Regions from separate parts of the Mus musculus genome. Here all the other regions are linked to region 1. The links are chromatin contacts, called in public Hi-C and promoter capture Hi-C maps. All regions are on one chromosome and are shown on one strand. Each heading gives the region's core, a stretch centred on a gene start, on an enhancer-like site or on the middle of the called end of the contact. The rest is flanking DNA. Distances are from core to core; before and after follow the strand shown.

What was found. Promoter capture Hi-C pulls out the DNA fragments that hold promoters and counts their contacts. Hi-C and Micro-C count contacts between places; a contact is called where the count stands out from the background.
Region 2: a promoter capture Hi-C map of hippocampal neurons shows a contact between it and region 1, with 2.6 times the contacts expected there. The contact joins the promoter of Popdc3 here to the enhancer-like site in region 1. A contact is called at or near these places in 4 of 39 promoter capture datasets (cranial neural crest, embryonic stem cells, hippocampal neurons and 1 more) and 2 of 115 datasets of contacts at active chromatin or transcription factors (embryonic forebrain and embryonic stem cells).
Region 3: a contact with region 1 is called in a Hi-C map of cerebral cortex, with 2.1 times the contacts expected there. The contact joins two enhancer-like sites. A contact is called at or near these places in 16 of 39 promoter capture datasets (the 3T3-L1 cell line, the C10 cell line, the HPC-7 cell line and 11 more), 2 of 15 datasets of contacts at CTCF or cohesin (embryonic stem cells and large pre-B cells), 92 of 484 Hi-C or Micro-C datasets (3T3-L1-derived adipocytes, the AML12 cell line, the BV-2 cell line and 58 more), 24 of 115 datasets of contacts at active chromatin or transcription factors (the 230-238 cell line, the SCID.adh cell line, astrocytes and 19 more) and 2 of 9 other capture datasets (embryonic stem cells and liver).

The regions. Positions count from the first base shown.
Region 1 is chr10:44,301,968-44,306,587 of GRCm38.p6, reverse strand. It overlaps Atg5 (autophagy related 5), which reads right to left. Exons shown (of 8, transcript NM_053069.6): 5 at 2,859-3,021. Among named protein-coding and RNA genes, the nearest start is that of Atg5, 36 kb to the right of the region's middle. Within about 2 kb of position 2,442, at least 14 of the 459 cell types and tissues checked have an H3K27ac peak or open chromatin away from gene starts, as enhancers often do. A contact at or near this core is called in cerebral cortex and hippocampal neurons, where this site is marked.
Region 2 is chr10:45,287,000-45,291,619 of GRCm38.p6, reverse strand. Popdc3 (popeye domain containing 3) reads right to left here and starts at 2,315. Exons shown (of 4, transcript NM_024286.1): 1 at 2,045-2,315. It overlaps Gm15934 (predicted gene 15934), which reads left to right and starts at 2,204. Exons shown (of 2, transcript NR_155869.1): 1 at 2,204-2,397; 2 at 3,987-4,309.
Region 3 is chr10:44,998,702-45,003,321 of GRCm38.p6, reverse strand. No RefSeq gene overlaps it. Among named protein-coding and RNA genes, the nearest start is that of Gm40639, 23 kb to the left of the region's middle. Within about 2 kb of position 2,576, at least 127 of the 459 cell types and tissues checked have an H3K27ac peak or open chromatin away from gene starts, as enhancers often do. A contact at or near this core is called in cerebral cortex, where this site is marked.

The DNA of each region.
Region 1 (4,620 bases), core at 1,193-3,692:
GATCCCAAAATAAGCATTTCCTCACTACACTCAATCTAATAATAGGTTTTGTCAATTCTACCTTCAAAATGACCTTCAACCACAGCGGGCTGTCTTTCTATCCACTGTTGGTCACTACATTCCCCACTTCGGCTCCTGCCTCTCCTTCCCACCCGCTCTTCAGCAGCCCGGTGCTGCTTCAGCACTCTCTGGGCAAAACCCCTCCTCCACTGGCTCTTCCCTCCCATTGCCTTCAACCCTTCCCATTGTAGCCTTGGCCTACAAGAACCCACATGATGGACTCTTTCCCATCCCTCCAGAACATTAACTTGTCCTTTCCTCCTGTGACATCCAAGACATCACGGTTCTCGGTCAGGTTTGGAACCTACCTGCCGTGAACTAAATCATCACGCCCTCCACCTCACCACAGTCATGCTCCATAAGGCTTCTTGGTATTGAGTGGCCAAGAAGTTTAGAGACAATCATGGCTGATGCTGAGCCTTTACCAGTGGGATTAGTGCCCTTATAAATGAGACCCCAGGGTGCTTTCACTCGTGAGGACTCAGGGAAACTCTCTCCTGCGCAGACACTGGGTCTGCAGGTGTCTTACCTCATACTACCCCAGTCTCCAGAGATGGATAAAGTCAGTATTTACTGTTTTGGGTCTATGGTACTCTTGTTGTAGAAATGTGCAGAGACTAAGACCCAAACCAAGCTTTCTTGCCTTGTATTTTGAAACATGGCTCTGTAATACAAGCTGGCTCTTCTCTTCCTTTAGAGTTCACCTTACCTTTACAGAAGTCTTCTATCCCTAGCCCAAGTCTATTTGCATAATTCCTATTTCCTCTTAAAACCAGTTTTATGTTAAAAATGGCAAACTGGAGCCGAGTGTTTGCACATGTATGCAATCCCAACATTTGAGAGACTGAGGCAGGAGGATCCTAAGTTGAAGTCAGAATATACTAGAACCCTGTCTCAACAAAGGAAAAACAATCAAGGGGTGAGTGTGTGTGGTAAATAGCACACTGTAAGCTAATTTAAAAGGCTAACAACATTTTATAAGTAATGGGAATTTTAAGTGTATTTAACAGCTAAATCATACTTTTATCTGCAAGTGTATGGAACTTTAAATCATTTTTTTTAAGTGTTGACTCACTCCGGCCATGGTAATGCATACCCACAATCCCATCACTTGGAAGCTGAGGCAGGGGACTAAACATTTGTCTAGGCTGAACGACTTGTCTCAAAAAACCCAAACAGAAAAAGGAGTAGCTACACTCAGAGAAGACTGGCTAAACGCTGAGCCTTGTACCATTCTTGTAATCTTTTAGTGATTTCCTCAAATCTCCCCATACAGTGTGACGCTGAACAGAAATACTCCACATGAATTGACAACTGTCCCATAAATAAAAATGCTACTTTCTTTTCTGTTGTCACCATTAACTGTTTCAGAGAGGTGGCACATTCTCGTTTCTAAACTGAAAGCCTATAAAAAACTGAAAGGCACATTATGCCTTAAATGAGTTTTCTTGGTTTCATAAGCTTTTCTTATTTCTCCTTCAGAGAGCTTCAAAATTAAAATTAGCATTTGAAAGTATTCAAAAATCGTTGAAACTTGTGCTTAGCTTTGCTGTTCTCCAGGTGCAGCTCTGAATGGAACAGTGGCCCACCTGCTTTGTTTGAATTTGGACAAATTTACAACTACATCGACACAAAGGTGACAACAGCTCTATGACCTCACAATCAGGACCTTGTTACCAAAAAAAAAAAAAAAAAAAAAAGTCCTTAAATATAAAAAGCCATTTCCATAAATAATTTAAACTAAGAATATTACACTATTTATGAAACACTTTAATAGTACTTCCTGGTCATGTGAGAAAGAGATAAAAAAAAAAAAGTAAATCAAAACTTATGTCTTTTACGCTGAAAGTAACACCATGTTTTGAGGATAAAAATGTAAGATATATGCCAACCCCTTGAGCATTCTGCAGTGCAAGATAGAAAACAGCAGTGCAGGAACACCAGAGAACAAAAGGCATGTACAGGGCAGTGCCCCTGGCACACACACCAAGTACAGGAGCCCCACCCTGCTGCCTGCAGTCCAGGAGCTGGCTATGTGACCCCAGGTGCTGGAGGACCACACCTTCTCTGCAATGTCAGGACAAGTTAGATACACATTGCTAACTACAAACAGAAGGCTTCCTACAAAAGGTGACCATATAGACACTGTAAAGACGTGAGAAGTTCAACGGGCAGAAAAGGAGAGGCAGTCTTCTAGACAGAGACGATGGAGCAGCTGCCTTCACAAACACTCCATAGCTAACTTCAGCATCTTTATGTCTATCTATCTGTGTGCACCATGGCATGGAGAGAGAGGACAATCACGGGGCTAGTCCTCTCCTTCCACGGGTGGGAGGCTGAGCGCTGGCTGTCAGGCTTGTTGGCAAGTGCCTTTACTCACGGAGCCAGCCTGCAGGCAGAGTCGAAATCACAGCGTGGCAATGGAGAAGCCAAGCACAGAGCAAATGTACTACCGTGAAGAAGCGGAGGCCGAAGCTGCAGCCCTGGTGTGAGTAGAGACCTTTCAGGATGCATTCATCTTCCAACTATGATCCAAAATAGAGCCATGTCTAAGAAATGAGGACCACACTCTTTCTAAAATCATAAGTGACCAGCCTACGAGAGAGAATCAGGAACACAGCAACACTGGCAAGCTGAAATGGAAGAGATGACTGTGCAGATCTGAAGTGGAGTACATACTGTGTGGATTTGGGCCTGGTAGCCAGGGCCAACTCATACGGCTAAAGCATGACCTGCTCACAGGGCTATGGCTGCGTACTACGGTATACAGAATCAGGAGTCAGGCACTGTGTAGTTACCATTCTGCAGTCCCATCCAGAGCTGCTTGTGGTCTTTTTTCTGCATTTCGTTGATCACTTGACTTTTATGCTTTAAAGCATCAGCTTCTTTCATACACGACATAAAGTGAGCCTCAACCGCATCCTTGGATGGACAGTGTAGAAGGTCCTTTTCTGGAAAACTCTATTAAAGGAAATACACACAAAACAAGTATGCAGACATAAGTTAGCGTCTCAGGAGAACTACATTGACTACATTTCCCCGCTCACCAGTGTTCACAGCATGCCACATTTCATTATCATGATAGCTACAAATATTTTAAAAATTAATTTAGTAATTATTGCCCATTTGACACAATCTGCACTGTTCCCAAAAATCCTCATCTGTGAAGTTACCTCTTGTATGTTCCTAAGGATATCACACCTATAACTGACACTAGCAATCACAAATGTGTGGCCTTTGGAACCAGAAGGCCCAGCTCAATTAGGAAGGCTTTGAAATTGCAATGATAGGAACTCAAGAGACAAGGGAGGGCAGTAATAGAACAGAGAGCTGAGGTACTTATACAGTCAAGGCAGCTGAAGGACGCGCACTGCAGAGAGTGACAGATGCCGCACCACGGCCACCCTGCCTTGCCCCCACTGTGGGGCATCTCTTTCACATCCACCCAAGTGAGAGTAAAGACCACAGTGAAGTTACAAACAGATCCTTGATCCATTACATTTCTATCTCTCCTAAAGTGCACTAGCCATTGTGTACACATCCTTATCTTCCTGACTCAAACAACCTCTTACAGACAGAGTAACACCGTGCTTACTCTCATTATCTTCCAAATTGAAAACATGGCAAAGTAAATTTCATTTCACTTTTACAGGACACTCAGGAAGACTCCCTTTAGGAAGCCATTCACTTGAGGTGTGCAGGTATCTTTTTATTACTTTGCACATACAATCCCTACCACATTCTAAGGGCCAAAGCCAGGACGCTCTGTGTCCTACCACTGAGCTACATTCTTAGGTCCTCTTTCTAGAGATTATAATTGCATTAGTTAGAATATTCACTGACTGTCTATAATGTATCTAGATGGGTTATCAGTAAATGAATATCATTAGATTAAAGCACTTCTTACAAGTAAGTGAAAAAAATTCAATCTATTAGCAATACCACTTGTTAAAGCAGCTAAGCAATACTTTTTTTTCTCTCTTTTTTTATTAGGTATTTTCCTCGTTTACATTTCCAATGCTATCCCAAAAGTCCCCCATACCCACCCCACCCCCCCCAATCCCCTACCCACCCACTCCCACTTTTTGGCCCTGGCGTTCCCCTGTACTGGGGCATATAAAGTTTGCAAGTCCAATGGGTCTCTCTTTCCAGTGATGGCTAGCTAGGCCATCTTTTGATACATATGCAGCTAGAGTCAAGAGCTCCGGGGTACTGGTTAGTTCATATTGTTGTTCCGCCTGTAGGGTTGCAGATCCCTTCAGCTCCTTGGGTACTTTCTCTAGCTCCTCCATTGGGGGTCCTGTGATCCATCCATTAGCTGACTGTGAGCATCCACTTCTGTGTTTACTAGGCCCCGGCATAGTCTCACAAGAGACAGCAATATCAGGGTCCTTTCAGCAAAATCTTGCTAGTGTATGCAATGGTGTCAGCGTTTGGAAGCTGATTATGGGATGAATCCCTGGATATGGCAATCACTAGATGGTCCATCCTTTCGTCACAGCTCCAAATTTTGTCTCTGTAACTCCTTCCATGGGTGTAAGCAATACTTTCATGTCACAT
Region 2 (4,620 bases), core at 1,066-3,565, 990 kb before region 1:
AGTCCTATCCTGGCCAATCTCAGTGTGACAGCCTCAGGGGGTTATTTCTGTTAAAGAACACAAAGTAACAAGTCACTGTAGATCTGTGTGAATTAGCCCTGGATCCTCCTGGCTGGAGGGGGAGTCCCTAGGCTGGAGAAGGAGTCCCTGGGCTGGAGAAGGACTCCCTGGGCTGGAGGAGGACTCTCCACAGTTATACTGCAGGAGATTTAACCCATCTCCTGGCTGGAGGAGGACTCCCTGGGCTGGAGGAGGACTCCCTGGGCTGGAGGAGGCCTCCCCATGGTTATACTGTAGGTGATTTAACCCATCTCCTGGCTGGAGGAGGACTCCCTGGGCTGGAGGAGGACTCTCCATGGTTGTACTCCAGGTGATTTAATCCATCAAGTTCTAGTTATTTATTTTAGTTAATACCAATAATAATTTTTCCATTAACATATTTTACCCAATTTCTATACTTAGATAAAGGAGGATTTTTCCCTCTTTCCTTTAAAAAATGTAATTAGTAATTTAATATGTTCCTCTTTTCCACAGGTAAATTCAATCAAACTCTGTATCACTCATAACCCTAGCTGAACAGTATAATTACAAAAAAAAAAAAAAAAACCCTCAACAGGTTTGCATATCCATCATAGACATTTTCCAAAGCAGTTTTGAAATCTGCTTTGTTACACATCATAGCGAATGCTTCCAGATTCTCCTGGTCAGAAAGAGCAGACAGAGGGGCTGTAGCTGTCCACGTGAGCCTTGAAGATTGTACTCTGGGATCTTGGCTTCCTGTGACATCAACAGCATAGAACGAACGAAAGCATTCTCAAGCACAGGCTACACAATGATTCAGCTATTTTGAAAAACTAATTGGATTAATAAGCTTAACTATTGAATGCCTCCTGTTTAACCATAAAGTTTTGACAACAGAGAATGCTTTAGATTTCAGTTTGGCTTAGTATCTCAAACTATTGAAGACCACACACAGATTTTCCAGGACAGAAGAACCTCGGGTTATTTGGAAACTGGAACCAATTAATCCCTTTATTTTTGCAAATGGGGAAACTGAGGTCCATTTTTTTTGTTTGTGTCTATAGCTCTGTTGCTGTTGTTTTCTACCATGAAGGACAACACCTAATTACTGTACTAGCTTAGAATAAATATTTCGTGCAATAGATTTTAGAATTAAAAAATGAGCAGGGAAACAAAATAGTCACAAAAGGCAACAACAACAGGCACCAATAATACTTTTTCCAAGGCTGTCACTAAGTTTAATTGCACTTTTGCAAGCGTGCAAATTGAAACAGAAACATCAGGAGGGTGGGTAATTTTGTTATTTTTGATTCAATTTTCTTTTAAAAGTGGGATTCTAAACCTACTTTCCATTAATTTATTAAATGTTTATCCTTTTAGTATTTTTTTCTTTTTCTTTTTTTCTTTTTCACTTTCCCCAGATGTTACCTGGCTGAAATTTCTCCCCCTCGATCTTTGTACTGCATTTTGACACTGTCTTTGATCCTTTCCTACAATACAGACTCTCAAAACTAAACCGCTAAAACCAATCTTGATGATGAGATGACATGTGGGGTGTATAAATGTCGTTCTTTCTCTGGCAAGGGGATCTCCAAGTACAGAAAGCAGGTCAGAGTCTAGCTGCCCTTTGACCCCAGCACCTACCACACGCCCTAACTGCACAGACCCCAGTTGGGGTCTTAGTCTTGGAAAGGAAAGTGTTACAGGGCATGACTCGCCCATGGTGAAACGCACACCTGCCAGGGCCCCAGGATCTGCTTTTCCTCTCGAAATATTTTCCTTGGGGCACCAGGTGCCTAGGGCGCCGCGAAGGTTCTGGAGCACTGGTCTGGCAGCTTCGTTGGGGGGAGGACCGCTCGCTCTCCCGCGATCCCTAGGGGAGCTGCAAGCCACGCGGCGCGCACCGGGCTCCAGGGCGCGCACAGAGGGGACGCGCAACGGGGGTCTGAGCCTTTCCCCGTTCCCGGTCCGGGCAGCCCTGCGAAGTTGCTGGGCTGCCACTCCCGCGCGGCTCTCAGCTTACCTTCCCGGCCTTCACGACGCTCCCGATGGAGCCCGTAGAACTTTCCAGCCGAGTGAGCAGTGGCAGGCGGCTCTGGTGACTCGAAAACCCACGGTCCGAACCGCTCTCGCCCCGCTGCCCGCCCGCACCCGCCGGGATCCCGGACGCGTCCTCCCGCGCCCGCTCAAGCAGGGCGCAGCCGATCAGAGCCGCTCCCAGCGGCGGGGACGGGCTCGGGCGCGCGCTCCGAGGCAGGCGGGCAGCCAGCGGGTGCCAGCAGGGTGCGGAACTCGCGAGGCTCTAAGTTGGTAAAGACTCATGGTAACCAGTCTTCGGCCCAGACCCTGGGCTACCCTTGGTGGAGAGTGATGGAGGTGAGCACCAGCACGGGAAGCAACTATCTGCCTTCTCACCCGGCCACAGACAAGAAAAATCACCAGAGAGGTGTGGGATATATATGTGTACTGGGCAGAAAAGGGGCAGTGTTTATTTGTGAGTAAATAGGTTGGTTAAAGGGGGAAAAAAAAGATAAAGGACATAGATCATAAAAGACAAAACACAAATGCCACATAAGTTCAAATAATAGGAAAAAGGGGGGGAGGGGCAATTTAAAGCAAGTGTCACATGCATTTTTGCCTCTATGAGGTTTTTATTTTCTTCAGTAGACCAAACTACGTGGTAACTGTGAATAAATACGGGCATGACCTTTCCAAGTCGTGTTTGAGGAGGTTTTTACTGTAGATACTAGCGGGAGTATAGCCCGAGGCATCTGAAAGAGTCTAGAACAGGGAGAGTTTGTAGAACACTGAATATGAGCCACAGACTGAACCAGGCCATGCGAAGGTGGCACATGGGGTGGGGGTGAGGAAGAGAAGAAGAGAAGACAGAGAAGACGTAGATAAAGATCGCGGAGAGCTAAAAGCCAAGAGAAGGAACGACCAAAATGTCAGGATCCTGTAGGAACACGCAGCTGGGCGAAGGAAAGCAGGGGTAAAGAAGTTTAGGGTGGAGGGTGGGGTGAGAAGAGCTGAGACTAGCCAGGATGCTAGCAGGTACTTGCAAGGTGGAGACAGTGCTTTGATATGCTAATAGCACCGCAGTTAACTCTGAGTTTCCTTTGGACCTGACCAAAGGAGGAAAAATGAGACACACAACTTAAAGATTTCAGTGCCATCCTTTTTGCTGATTTTCATTTTATATAACCATTCTGGTAGAGATGACTCCAAGAAGGACATTTTTTTTTCTCGTGTTTTTTATTTGTTTTATTAGGTAATTTATTTTATTAGTTAGTTAATTTGTTTATTTGTTTGTTTGTTTGATTGATTTAGTAGTTACTTTGTTTGTTTGTTTGTTTGCTTGCTTTCTTGTTTTGAGACTGGGTCCCTCCACACAGCCCTGGCTGTTCTGAAACTCACTATATGGTTTAGACTGGCCACAAACTCAAAGGGATCCACCTGCCTCTGCCTCTCTGCCTCTGCCTCTCTGCCTCTGCCTCTGCCTCTGCCTCTGCCTCTGCCTCTGCCTCTGCCTCTGCCTCTGCCTCTGCCTCTGCCTCTGCCTCTGCCTCTGCCTCTGCCTCTGCCTCTGCCTCTGCCTCTGCCTCTGCCTCTGCCTCTGCCTCTGCCTCTGCCTCTGCCTCTGCCTCTGCCTCTGCCTCTGCCTCTGCCTCTGCCTCTGCCTCTGCCTCTGCCTCCCCAGTGCTGGGATTCAAGGAGTGTACATCACACTCAGCTCATTTTTCTAGTTTTAAAAACATGTATTATCACTGTTTATGTGTCTGCTGTGCAGAGGGGACTGGAGGACAGAGGACAACTTTGTGTAAGAGGTTCCTCTTATTCCACCTTTTCATGGGTTCTGCGGATCCAACGTGGATCATCAAGCTTGGCCATCTGGGCCAATCTGGGCCATCTTTTTGGTCCCCATGACAAACATTATTTATTGAGTAATCGGAATCCGTTTTAAGCCTCAGAACGACCACGAAACCAAGACTAGAGATGACAAGAACAAAGGCCAAGCATCCCAGTTTCTGTACCATGGACGGCTGGAAACCATTTGACTTCCCGGCCTTTGTTCCCACTCACCACTTTGGAATTTGCTCCAGTGTTCAAATTTATCTGGAGAAAAGAAAGAAGGCTAGAGAAGTAAGAAAGCCATGAAAGTTTATGTCAGATGCATTCTGGATTTGTGCTCGATTGTATGAGCGTCCTGTGTTTGAAATTGCTGGGATTATATTCATAATGTTAAGTTTGAAAGCTTAGAAGCAATAAAGTTATGCTGTGTGACAGATTCTGGTGGCTACTATGTTCTATGTTTCTTCTGGAGTGCAGGTGGGACCTGCTGTTAGAATAAGCGGCACAATCCTGGAGGTCCACCACGCTGCCGGACTCCCGTAGGAAGTTTTATTGGTAGAGGAGCCTCCAAGGGGATGAGAGGGAAAAAGAGAAAAGGGGGCTGTGGCTTGGAGTACAGGTCTTTTGTTTGTTTGTTTGTTTGTTTGTTTTTCAAGACAGGGTTTCTCTGTGTAGTCCTGGCTGTTCTGGAACTCACTCTGTAGACCAGGCTGGCCTTGATCTCAGAAATCTGCCTGCCTCTGCCTC
Region 3 (4,620 bases), core at 1,327-3,826, 700 kb before region 1:
AAAATGCTGCCTTCTTAATTTCAAAGAAACCGTTTGGTAGCCTGTTAATCCCAATGCTTAAAATAATGACGCAATGCATTTGCTTTAGTTTAGACAAAACTCTCTTTAAGTGGCCTACTTTCATTTTCATCTGCACGAACAGTTTGTGGTTGTAATATTTGAGGTTTTAAAATTGTCTTAGTAAGGGAATACAGGTTTTTTTTTTTTTAAACCTGGCAAGCTTTTTTTCCCTCTAAATACCTTCACCTTGTTCTTATGACTCAAAGACTTACTTTCTCAGCCATGAAAGCTTCTTACAGACTCTGGCAAAGGGAAAGATAAACAGAAAACAGAAAAGGTGGCAAGCTTTGCAGAGTGTCAGATGCCCTGTACAGCTTGCCTTTTGTAAACTTCAATCATGGTGGTGTCTGTCTGAGAAGGAAAGACCAGGGAGTCCGCAGCTGAGGAGCCGAGTGTGCTGACACAGGATCACGTGCCACCTGACAGGGGACTGCTAATGGGTAGTGTGGGTTCTCTCTTTACCCCTCAGACTTCTCTTACATGATCACAGTGAGGCTGGAAGGTGAAGGCTAGGACAGATAGATTAATATGACAGCTTTTCTCCACAGTGAAGTCATTTGTTAAATAAAATCTCTGGGAAAGCTGACATCATAAAAGAAGTTAGATAGCTCCGGGAGGCAGTCACCACCCTCGATATCCTTGAACTCCAGAGACTTAATGATCTTCAAATAAGTAGTATTTAAACAAATCCCTTTTCAAATGAAGCAAAGGTCTGTTTATTTAATAATCACCATAAACTTTAAGTGGCAGAGAAAACTCCCTTGAATTGATATTTTGTAACAACTGTGTATACTGAGTAGGTGTTTGACTCCTAAAAGTTAAAGGTATTTCTGTTGTTGTGGTTAAATTCTGAATTTTACTGGCTAATCTGTGGGGATAAAAAAAAATAATTACTACTATGTTCAAATTTTGAGCATAAGTGGCCTTTTGTACATTCACATGGAGGGAAGTGGTGAGAGCGAGTTGTTCATCCCTGCAGCTGATGAGGACTGTGTGCACCCATATGCCCTCAAGGTATAAGCAGGACACCCACCACACCTTTATTCTAGTGCACAATGCACAGGGAAGCCTGTGACTCTGGAGGTTAGCATCTGCTCTGTGAGATGCCCTAGACATGGCTTGATGACTCTGTGGGGCTTTTCTATGCAGTCTCTGAAGTCAGACCACTCTGAGGCACATCTATGACAATGTGGTTGGTTTTTGTCTATGTGCAGATTCCTGTGTAGTTGGATTTGTTTGTTTGTTTGTTTGTTTTTTATGGGATTCTTTGAGAATTCAGAAACACACACACACACACACACACACACACACACTATAGATCTTTCTTGTTAGGGAGTTCCACAAACACCCTGAAGCCTGCATGACAACCCCTGATGCACATTCTTATACTTTAATTAATGAACTCATCGTGGATTATTTCTTTAATAGCCTTTCCAGGCTGTCTGCATTTTATTGCCACTTTTTGTCAAAGGAAACATTATTTTAAAAACAATTGAGCAGAATGAGAGTTTTTGAAAGGATGGAAGAAGAAACAAAGAAACAAACTTAAAATCCCAGCAGCTCCTGAGATTCAGTCCCCTTAGAAAACAAACACACTCTCTAGCAAGTGAAATGAGTCAGCACACTCTGTCTATGCTAATTTAAGAAAGGAAAATAAATTCTGAGTTCAGAACAGTACACCCCACTTTTCTAGGCGTTTCTGTCTCATTCTTCATTGAAGTTCTGATCTCTCCTGCATGATGGCCTCCGGCCTGCTGGTCTACCTACAGCTAGCTCCTCTTATCACAACACAGCACATTCTTATCTCTTCTCAGTAAAAACTACCAACTGGGTAAAAATATTTCTAACTGAATTCTCATTTAACATGTGAAACCGGCTCTTTTTCCTCCAGCCTGTGCAGTTTTTTCTTTTTTCTTTTCGGTTACAGGATGTTGTCCCCTTTCTTTTAAAAAAGATCTTTGAGGCATATAAGTTCTGAACTCAGAATTTATTTTCCTTTCTCGAATTAGCTGTAGCTAGAGTGCACTGAGTCATTTCACATGCCAGAGAGTGTGTTTGCTTTCCTCGGCGCCAGGTTGCCCTTTAGCATGCAGAAAGTTAAGAAGAAGGCAGTTTCACAACCCTCCCCTCTTAGCACCTGTCTGCAGTCTCACACCTGAAAATCAGCCTTGTCCTAAAGTGCTCATATGCTGGCCGGAAGTCCAATGGTCACCTCCATTTAAATGGCCTCTCTTCAGGTGCAGTTTTCCAATCTCCCACTAGTTGGGGCTCTACACAAAGAAAAGAAAAGAAAAAAGGAAATAAAGGGGCTCCACAGAATTATTTACTAAGCAAACACTACGCAGGAAGACTTTATTTTCCGTGTTCTTGAAAATACGACTGGTCATTTTATTTTGGTTCTAACACATCGACCACAGGTTTGTTTTGGGTTTTGGTTTTTGTCCCCCCCTCTAACTGCCCCCCCCTCCGTGGGTCAGTTTTATTTGCTCTTCATACCTTGATTTGAAAAGTCTGAACCAAGGTTACTACTGCTTTTGACATCGTTTAGAGGCAGTCAGCTCTCTCAGTGCGTAGTTGCTCTAAACTAGGAACGTGGAAAGTGCATAGACTGAACATTTAGCACACAAACTACAGCTCCACCTTCTCAGTAAGATTATTCTCTGCTCTGCTCTTAAACCCGCAGCACCAAATGCAGCTGATATTTTCTCTCTGTCTCTGTCTGTCTCTCTATGTCCCCGTGGGGCCCCCTCCTCTCTCTCTCTCTGTTTAGTCAGGATGAAAGATCCCCGTGGATAGTCACAAATAATCAAGATCCTCCCGTGCGGTCCACTGGCGCTCAGTTTTAGCTTTGTTTGTCCGGTCTTTCTCCACCTCCCCGGAGATCCTTTGGCAAATCAGATAAACAATGCCTTTTTTGCTTAAGGCAGAAAGAACAGTTGAATACAATGGGAGGCCAGACTTGGCTGAAATGCTGGCTGCAGGTGCTCTCAGCATTGTGGTCATTTAAACCAGATGCTGGGGAGTCGAAGCACCTGCTTCCCCTCTCTGTGTACACTTGAGAGACTGTGCTCCTGCGTAGGACAGGTCAGCGCATGGCTAAAACGAGTGGTGCCCCACAGCAGCATCGTTCTGGTTCATAAGACAGTTGGTACTAGGAAGAGCTTCGTACAGAGCCTGTTTAATCCTCAAACATATGTAGTTTAATTCAATATTCTTCTCTCTCCATTTCCAGACATACCATCACTATTCTGTATACACAGACAGACAGACAGACAGACAGACAGACAGACAGACACACACACACACACACACACACACACACACACACACACACACCTCTGCAACAGAGTCTACTTAAAGTAGACACTCAGATACAACGTTATTTTTCTCTGGTTTATATTATCTAGCAGGAAAGACTGACTAGGAACAAGAGGGTGATGATTTTTATGGTTCTGATAAAAATGAGACAGATGCCGAAAGCCTTGCATAGCTCAGATTTTATGAACATCTCTACAGCCATCATAAATCTATGGACAATCCACAATGAACATTAAATTGTGTACCTTGAATGTTGAGCATTAAATAAGAGATCAGGGTGACACTGCTTGTGTGTGTGTGTGTGTGTGTGACTAGACTAGATTCAAAGCTATAAGAGACTAGTTTGGTATTTTTGTACTAAAATTATTCTAAAGCACAATATTGCAAATCTAAATATGAATACATTAACTTCAGGGATATGTGAAAGTATTCAGAGTGTTTGTGGTATAGCTGTATGAGTCAGGCCTTGCCCTGATGTTAATATTTTAATTTCAATTTAAATATTTCTTTTCATCATAAATTCATTTTGGAACAGAGTCAGTTCTTCACAGTGATGCAGAGGGATTTTTTTTTTTCTTTCTTGTATTTATGAACCATGTTCTTCAAAGTTCATCGAGAAAGCTTTTGTCTTGAGAGCTGAGGTCCTTTCTGGAGGTTTCTGTGCAAACACACCAGTACTAGGGCTGAGGTCGGATGCCTGGAGGAGAGTCAAATAGAGGCCTTTTCAAGATCTCTAGTCCACCCTTCCCAAGAGAAACTTGTTTCTCATCTGTAAACCTCTCCTGGTCAGGCTGTGCGAAGAAATACTTTAATTTTTTTCCCCATAGCTCTTAATACACGGATATGGATTCTTTTCTGTGTATATGGTGGTAGAAATGGAATCCAGAGCCTTGTGCATGATTAAGCATATACTATACCACAGACCCACACTGTTAGCTTGTGACTATGTCCTTACTGCTGCCTGCTGAGGTCTTTGAAATGAAAAACCTTAAAAATGTTTCTAGGTTTGCAAGGACAGGAAGGGTGGCAGAATGGCTGAGGGTAACAAATCAAGAGAGCTAGTGGGGTTAGCTTGAGATGAGGGTATATAGTGCTGAGAAAGCATGCTTTGAAAGAAACCAGTCACAATGTGTTTTATTTTGTCTTGTTTTTTAAAGGAGGGGGTATATCTCTTTTTCTCCTCTTGTGTCTACATTCTTCTGGGCTAAAAAGTCCGTAGAGTGATTACCAAGATGTAGGAGA